Regions from separate parts of the Mus musculus genome. Here region 2 is linked to region 1. A link is a contact called in public HiChIP or PLAC-seq data. All regions are on one chromosome and are shown on one strand. Each heading gives the region's core, a stretch centred on a gene start, on an enhancer-like site or on the middle of the called end of the contact. The rest is flanking DNA. Distances are from core to core; before and after follow the strand shown.

Region 1 (3,649 bases), core at 264-2,763:
CAGGGAAACTGAGGCCACTGTGCAAGCCTTCCACTGAGTCATTTCATTTGTCACACATACTTTGAGCACCACTGTGTACCCAAGTCCTTGGGGTGCTAGTGACACTGGTCACACCCTTCAAAGACATCTCACTGCCTCCTTGGCTGTGACCCCATTTAATGAATGCAATATCATAATTACTATCATAGGAGTGGGTGTTTACGGCGCGCTGTCACTCCCACAACCACCTCTGATCTTCCTACAGACTTTCAGTCCACTTCACAGAAGGCTCAGTTTAAGTCCAGTCTGGGCACACAAATTTGGGGGTGTCAGGCTTCCTGCCTGGGACTCACCCTACTATCCTGCAAGAGGCAGGGACTAAGACCTGACCTTCCACTTGGGACCCCGCCCAGGAACCAGCCTAGGAACCCTATTGTAGGTGATGGTATGTGGGTCAGGGTGTGACCTGGGCAGCCACATGGGTGGGACCACAGTGACAAAGTCTGGGTCTTGATTGGAGGCCCGTCCATCTTATGGTCAGATAGAAACTGTCCTCTGCTGGCCTTAGGTCTCGCTGCTCCGCCCCAGGCTAGACTGTATCCATCAATCAAAATCATGGTTTGTTTTGTTTATGCTTTTTTAATGAGGCAGAGTCTGTGAATGTAGCCCAGGCTGGCCTCAAGCTGCAGATCTTCCAGCCTCAGCCACCAGAGGATTGTAATGACCACACCAGGCTCAACCCCTTTTAAAGTGCCAAAACCAGAGTGCCCTAACATTTGACTAAAGATTGTGGTCCCCATCTGGAGAAAATGGGGCACAGGTGTTGGGAATTTGAGACAGATAGTCTGGCTTCCTCAACCTCTATATTCTGAGGAGGAGACTAAGGATCAGGGAGGTGCTGTCACCTGCCCAAGGTCACCATGAAGCAGGTCCTGCGACGCTGAGGGCAAGTGGAGGGGCGGCCATCCCCGACCTTCTCTGCACCCCATCCTCATTCACCTAGACTAATTCTGTCCCTTGGAGCAGATGCCGGCTGCCCCCCTAACAGGGCGCGGGAGTCCCTGGTGCAGGCTCCAGGCCTCTCCAGGCCCCGTTCCCCCGGGAGGGGATCCCGCGCTCCATACTCCAGATACCCCGCAATTCCACCACACTCGCCCTACAGAACCCCCACCAGCCTACCAACCCTAGAGCGGGTGCAAAGGAAAGGAGGAGACCCTCGTTCCCAGGCGAGGAAGAGGGGCAGCGAGGGAGGCGGCCCCCAGCTTAGGGCCAGGCTAGAGACCCGGAAGAGGGATTGGGGGTCCTGGGGGGGGTCTCAGCCTCCCAGCCCAGGATTGAGAGATGCCATAGAGTGGCGCCCCGCCTTCTGCAGACGGCACCTGCGCTCGGGCCGGGTCAGGATGGAGGCTGCGTCCCCGCCCCGCACCCCGCCCCCGCGTCCTGCACCCCGCACCCCGCACCGGAGCCCCGCGCCGGGGACACTCACCGCCTCTCGCGGCGCTACCTGCGCGCTCCAGACCCGCGCCCCGCCCTCCCCGCGCGCTGCGGAGCGCGCTGCTGGCCCCGCCATGGGTGTGGTCAGGAGGAGCTCCGCCCCGCGGTGCTTCATAAACCCTGCACTGGTTGGCTGAGCCTGGAAATTCATCCGCAGGCTATTTGCATATTTTAAAGTGACAGGAGAAGCTCCTTGATCTCTGCACCTGTCAAGTCTCTCGGGAGACTGGGAGGGAAAGAGGGGATAGCTTTTATTAAGTACCTACTGCATACATGGCTCTTTGGAGAACCCCTCCGAGGCTGTGAATTAGGTGACATTTAATATTGAGCCTCATTTTACAAACAAAGGAATCAAGGAACATGGCTAGGAGTTGCTTTGGAGGTCATATAGCAACTCTGGTCTATCCATTCATGTGACATGCCATTTATTTATTCAGGCTGTGTGCTGGTGATGAAGCCAGGCTGCCCCAGCATTAAGCAAGAGCCACATGTCCACTCCACTCCCATATGACAACTTCGAGAGACTTAACTCCCCGGCCTGGGCTCCGTTTCTTGTTCAGGGTCACATGGCAGCATGATGATCCTCAGGACTACTGAGCCATCTCTCTCCCTGCCCCAGAAGCACCTCCAAGGAAGTGGGACCACTGGCCTGGGCACAACCAGAAAGCTAAGTGCCCTTCATCTCCAGTACATGCCCCTGCAGCCTTGGACCCCAGACACCTCAGTTTGGGCATTTTCCTGTGGTGGGAATCAAATCCAGGTCCATCCCAGACTGAGGCTGCCCCACTTCTTACTTGAACCATCTACTGCAGCTCTGCCCCAAATGATGCCGGGTTCTGATGGCAACCATACATAGCTAAATACTAGCTTCAGGGCCGGTGAGATGGCTCAGTGGGCAAAGATGCTTGTAGCAAAGCCTGGATTTTTTGAGAGAGTCCTGAAAAGTATCCTCTAACCTGTGGCATGTGCACACTACCAATGAATCAATTAATCAATTTATGCATCAATTCAAACAATAAAGATTAAACATTTAGATAGGCCCCACACCCAGCTGACTGGTGACCATCTGCCACAATTGGTAAGATAGCCCGCTCTCCATTCTCCATGCTGTTCACATTTTTCACATGTCCTTTTGTTGGCCCAAGAGCCCTCGAGTCACCTTTGGGTTCTGGGATTTGAGAATGGTAAGAAAAGCATCTCTCTCTCTCTCTCTCTCTCCCTCCCTCCCTCCCTCCCTCCCTTCCTTCCTCCCTCTCTCTCCTCCCCATATGTGTGTGGATGTGTGCATGCATGCCATTGCTGTGTCCAGAGCTGGAGTAGGGTGGGTTCCAGGGGCTGAAGCAAAGCCATCAGAGTCGGATGGAACAGGTTTTGACCTGTGATCACTGTCACCTGTCATTGACTGGTTCTAGGCAGGTGCTGGTCTAGAACTCAAGACTTCCCAGGCCCTTTCAGGGGTGTGCACCCCCATAGCAGCCCTCATTCTCGACATGACTCAGTCGTATCTCCGTGATGAGGACACAGGAAATGGGAGAAAGTTTCCCCGAATGTGGACTATCAGGAGGAAAAGTGTGATTGTAATTGTGTGTGTGTGTGTACCATTTATACACATATCTCAACTGGTGACTATTTGATGACCGTGTGTCAACATGACACAAGCTAGAGTCATCTAGAGAGGAAGGAGCCTCAGTTGAGATAAAGCTTCATGAGATACAGCTGTGAGGCATTTTCTTAATTAGATATTGATGGGGGCAGTATAGCCCATTGTGGGTGGTCATCCCTGGGGTGGTGGTCCTGGATTCTGTAAGAAAGCAGGCTGAGAAATCCACAGGGAACAAACCAGTAAGCAGCTCCCCTCCGTGGCCTCAGCACCAGCTCCTGCCTTCAGGTTCCTGCCCCGTGTGAGTTTCTATCCCTACTTCCTTCGGTGATGAACGACAGCCAGTGATTGCAATATTCCCACCCCATTACTTTATGTTCATCACAATAAAATACTTTGCACTAGAGCCTTGAAAGGAACGGGTCAGGTGTGGGATGTCCTCCCAAGGGTATAAAACCTGCGGAGCGAACCACTGACTGCCATAGTACTTCCTGCTTGGATCCCAGCACTTCAGAGGCTAGCCTGGGCTCCTACATTGAAAAATTCTGCGGGCTGGAGAGATGGTTCAGTGGTTAA
Region 2 (3,519 bases), core at 678-3,177, 260 kb after region 1:
CTGCCTCACTGTTCTTTGCCAAAGACACACATGTTCACTTTACATAGCATTGTTGAGCTCAGCTTGTGGTGACACTGCCATTGAGAGAAACTCACCAAAGAACCGCTCCTGAGGTTCCTGTGGCAGCTTGGTGCTTCTGTGGCCTTACCTTAAGCCAGTTGGCAAGCCTGGCGATTTCTTTAGGATTAAACTACAGCTGCCTGGTGTCTGCTTGCTGAAAGGGCTGGACTGTAGCTGGTGGTTTGTGCCTGGTGTCTGCCTGCCGAGAGGACTGGTCTGCAGCTGCTGCTGGGTCATATTTGGTGTTTGCTACTGGACTGAACTGCTGCCCAAGAAGATTAAGCTTGCCCCCAAAGAACTATTGCTGAACAGGTCCACTTCCCCATATTCTAGTAACTTTTCTCTTTCACTCCCTATGCTGGGTGGTGGGCTAAAGGAGAGGTTAAACCCTTATTAAAAATAGGTTGCAAATATTTATGCCTGCGTTCCTTCTTTGCCTGCCTGCACTTACTTGCCAGCACATCTGTTGGAGTGTACTTCATGACTCCAGCTTATAGAGAAGACCAGCTGAAACACCTAGCCTTGTGGGACTGAGCAACAACTAGACTTCCCATTCACAGCTGCCCATTGTTAGGTTAGTTGGACTGTTGTGCCAGGGAAGGGTTGAACTCCCAAAACACAGACATAAGCCGATCACAGCAGGGTCTTTATTCTATTCGAGCTAGCTCAGGCCCCTCCAATGCACCATTGTCACTCAGGAAGGTTTTGGTGGTGGAGGAGCCTTGAATATCTATCGGGGCAAGGCTTAATAGTAAGCAGCAAGGGGGTGGAGTGTGCAAGCATCTAATTGGAAAGCTGCTGTAGCCTTTAACACAATTGGCTGGTGTTGGGAACTATATTATAAACCTAATTTCTGCTTCCCTCTGCATTGGTGATCATTGAGCAGGGAGTGGGCTTGTAACCTGGGGTTGTAGGTTTGTTGGGAGAATAACCTGGAGACGCTGGTCTTGTGGGGATCAGCCTAGAGACTGGAGCTAGGCTCGGGTTTTGTTGGTGGCAGCTTGGAAACTAATGCTAGGTACCAGCCTGTCAGTTGACCTGAGTTGAAACTTAGGTCAGGTTCTCTAAAATGGAGTCTAAACTTAAAAGATTTGGCCTCTCAGGACTACAGACTGTAAGTCATTCCAATAAATCCTCTTAATATATAGAGACATCCCATTGTTTTGTGGCTTTAGAGAATCCTGACTAATTCGCATGCCCAGTTGCTGTAATGCTACATCCTCAAAAGGTAAGGGACTGTGGCGATTTGAATGAGGATGACCCCTAAGCTCATGTCCTTGCTCTCACATTTGGTGGAAATGTTTGGGAAGGGTTAGTAGTCTAGCTATGGTGGCCATTCTTGGTTTTCATTTGACTACATCTGTAATTAACTAAAACCCAAGCTGTTTGGCACATCTCTAAGGCAATTTTCTTGATTAGAACATTTGAGGTGGGAAGAGCCACCTCTAATCTGAGCCACGCTTTCTTGTCTTTTTTTTTTTTTTTTTTTTTTTTAATTCAACCCAGAACCCAAACCTAGTAATGGCGCCACCTACAGTAAGGATTAGGACTGATCATTCCACTTCAGTTGATTTATCCAGATTATCGCTCACAGGTGTACCTTGCCTCCTGAATGACAATATTAATTTTCATGTCCCTTAAATCCCTCTACCACTCAAACACCTTTCATGGCTCCCTGTGGCTCACATGAGGCATGTAACCTGGATGTTTGGTGAGGCTCAGACAAGGTGACAAGAAAATTTTATTCCTGGAAAGGCACAGGTGGGTGGATGGATAGGAGAGTCCCACGCCAGCTCAGAGATCACTGCGCGCCTGCGCTGAGCGGCTCCACTTTCAGCCACAGCCCGCCTTCTGCGCGCAGGATCAGCTCCGGCTTCCTGCGGGGCTCCTTGTCATCCGGCAGAACGCGGAAGCGCAGCAGAGTCAGCGCCAGAGCTACTTTCATCTCGCTCATGGCGAAAGTCTGTCCTATGCAGTTCCTGCAGGAGGGCGGGGTGGGAACTCTGACTGTGCCCAAGACCCTACCCAGGACCAACACAGCACTAGAACCTGGCCCGAGTCTGAGGTTTCTGGGACCACGCAAGGACGTAGACATCCTCAGAGCCAAGCCTTGATCAATAGCCGAAAAGGCCAGGGCGGGATTCTGAGCACAGAGGACTCTTCACCTTCCCCTCCCTGGTTCCCAAACCTTTGCACAATTCTGTGCAGGGAGGTAGGGAGGAAACGCTAACCTCCAAAAAACCCCAACTCCCCCGTCCTCACAGTCAGCCCGAGGCCCCTGCCCCTCAGTCCTAGCCTCACCTGGGCCCAGCCGAGAAGGGAATAAAAGCCAGGGGTGACCTGCCCTTGACGTTGTCGGCATCAAAGCGGAAGGGGTCATAGACCTGCAGGGGACATGGAATCATGGCGGGTGAGAACCAATTGCCAGCGTAGCCAAGAGCAGAGTCCTCAGTGTGCATGGAAGGTCAGAGTTGATTTATCTACCTCCTGGGATGCAATGAGGAGTAGTCGTAAACCCTGGATTCCATCCCAGCACCAGCATAAAACTGATGGCTGCAAACCTGTCAGCAGCAGGAGGCAGGAGGATCAAGGGTTCTGGGTCAACTCCTGTGTAAGGACTTCCAGGCTAGCCTGGGATACCTGACACCCTGCTTCATAAAACCCATGACTGGGGCTGGGGAGGTAGCTAAGTTGAAAGAGCAATTACCTAGCAGGCACAAAGCCCTGGATCCCATCCCAGGCACCACATAAACCAGGCGTGGTTCTGCACACCTCTCATCCCAACACTGAGGGGGTGGAAGCAGGAGGATCAGAAGTTTATGGTTATCCTTGGCTACAGGTTAAGTTGAAGCCAGCCTGAGCTACATGAGACCTTAGCCAACAAACAAACAAAAAGACCGTCCTCTTGAGAATCCCAGCCTATAACAAAGAATTAAGAGGGACAGCACCTCCGGGTCTGGCCACACAGCTGGATTGTGATGTGTCCCGAAAATACTTATTCGGCTTATGACACCTGTGGGGGAAATGAAGCAATGAAGAACTGCTGCAACCTGGATCCACTGTCTGCCCAGAACCTTCCCTCCTCCCTGATGTTTCGGGCACCTTTAGGGATGACCCGACCATCTGGGAGCACAATGTCCTGAGTGCAGCATCGGGAGATTGCAGTGACGGGAGGATGCAGCCGTAGGCTCTCCTTAATGCACATGGTGAGGAATGGCAGCTGGGCCAGGTCGTCCCTGAGGGGGGGGGGAATAGTTAACCAGATCAAAAATGAGAGAACTTCAACTCCTCTGTGACCCAGTGAAACCTCCCTGTTTTAAGTGCTAAGATGGATGAAGTACATGAGAATTGGAAAAACACAGGCTGACCAAATGGTTCAGAGAGGAAAATCAGCTGTCAGTAAGTCTGAAAATGAGTTCAATCTCCAAGAGAGACATTAATTAATTAATTAATTAATTA

What was found. HiChIP or PLAC-seq counts read pairs in DNA pulled down with a chosen protein or histone mark.
Region 2: a contact with region 1 is called in an H3K4me3 HiChIP or PLAC-seq map of forebrain, with 7 times the contacts expected there. The contact joins the enhancer-like site here to the promoter of Fcho1 in region 1. A contact is called at or near these places in 2 of 39 promoter capture datasets (embryonic stem cells and hippocampal neurons), 15 of 484 Hi-C or Micro-C datasets (the Ba/F3 cell line, the C2C12 cell line, the G1E-ER4 cell line and 6 more), 19 of 115 datasets of contacts at active chromatin or transcription factors (the 230-238 cell line, bone marrow-derived macrophages, craniofacial prominence and 8 more) and 5 of 9 other capture datasets (adipose tissue, embryonic stem cells, liver and 2 more).

Annotation. Positions count from the first base shown.
Region 1 is chr8:71,724,168-71,727,816 of GRCm38.p6, forward strand. It overlaps Fcho1 (FCH domain only 1), which reads right to left and starts at 1,514. Exons shown (of 28, transcript NM_028715.3): 1 at 1,466-1,514.
Region 2 is chr8:71,986,699-71,990,217 of GRCm38.p6, forward strand. It overlaps Cyp4f18 (cytochrome P450, family 4, subfamily f, polypeptide 18), which reads right to left. Exons shown (of 13, transcript NM_024444.2): 10 at 3,163-3,296; 11 at 3,009-3,073; 12 at 2,362-2,444; 13 at 1,784-2,039. The coding sequence ends at 1,862. Among named protein-coding and RNA genes, the nearest start is that of Gm51535, 16 kb to the right of the region's middle. Within about 2 kb of position 1,928, at least 152 of the 459 cell types and tissues checked have an H3K27ac peak or open chromatin away from gene starts, as enhancers often do. A contact at or near this core is called in adipose tissue, bone marrow-derived macrophages, craniofacial prominence and 11 more, where this site is marked.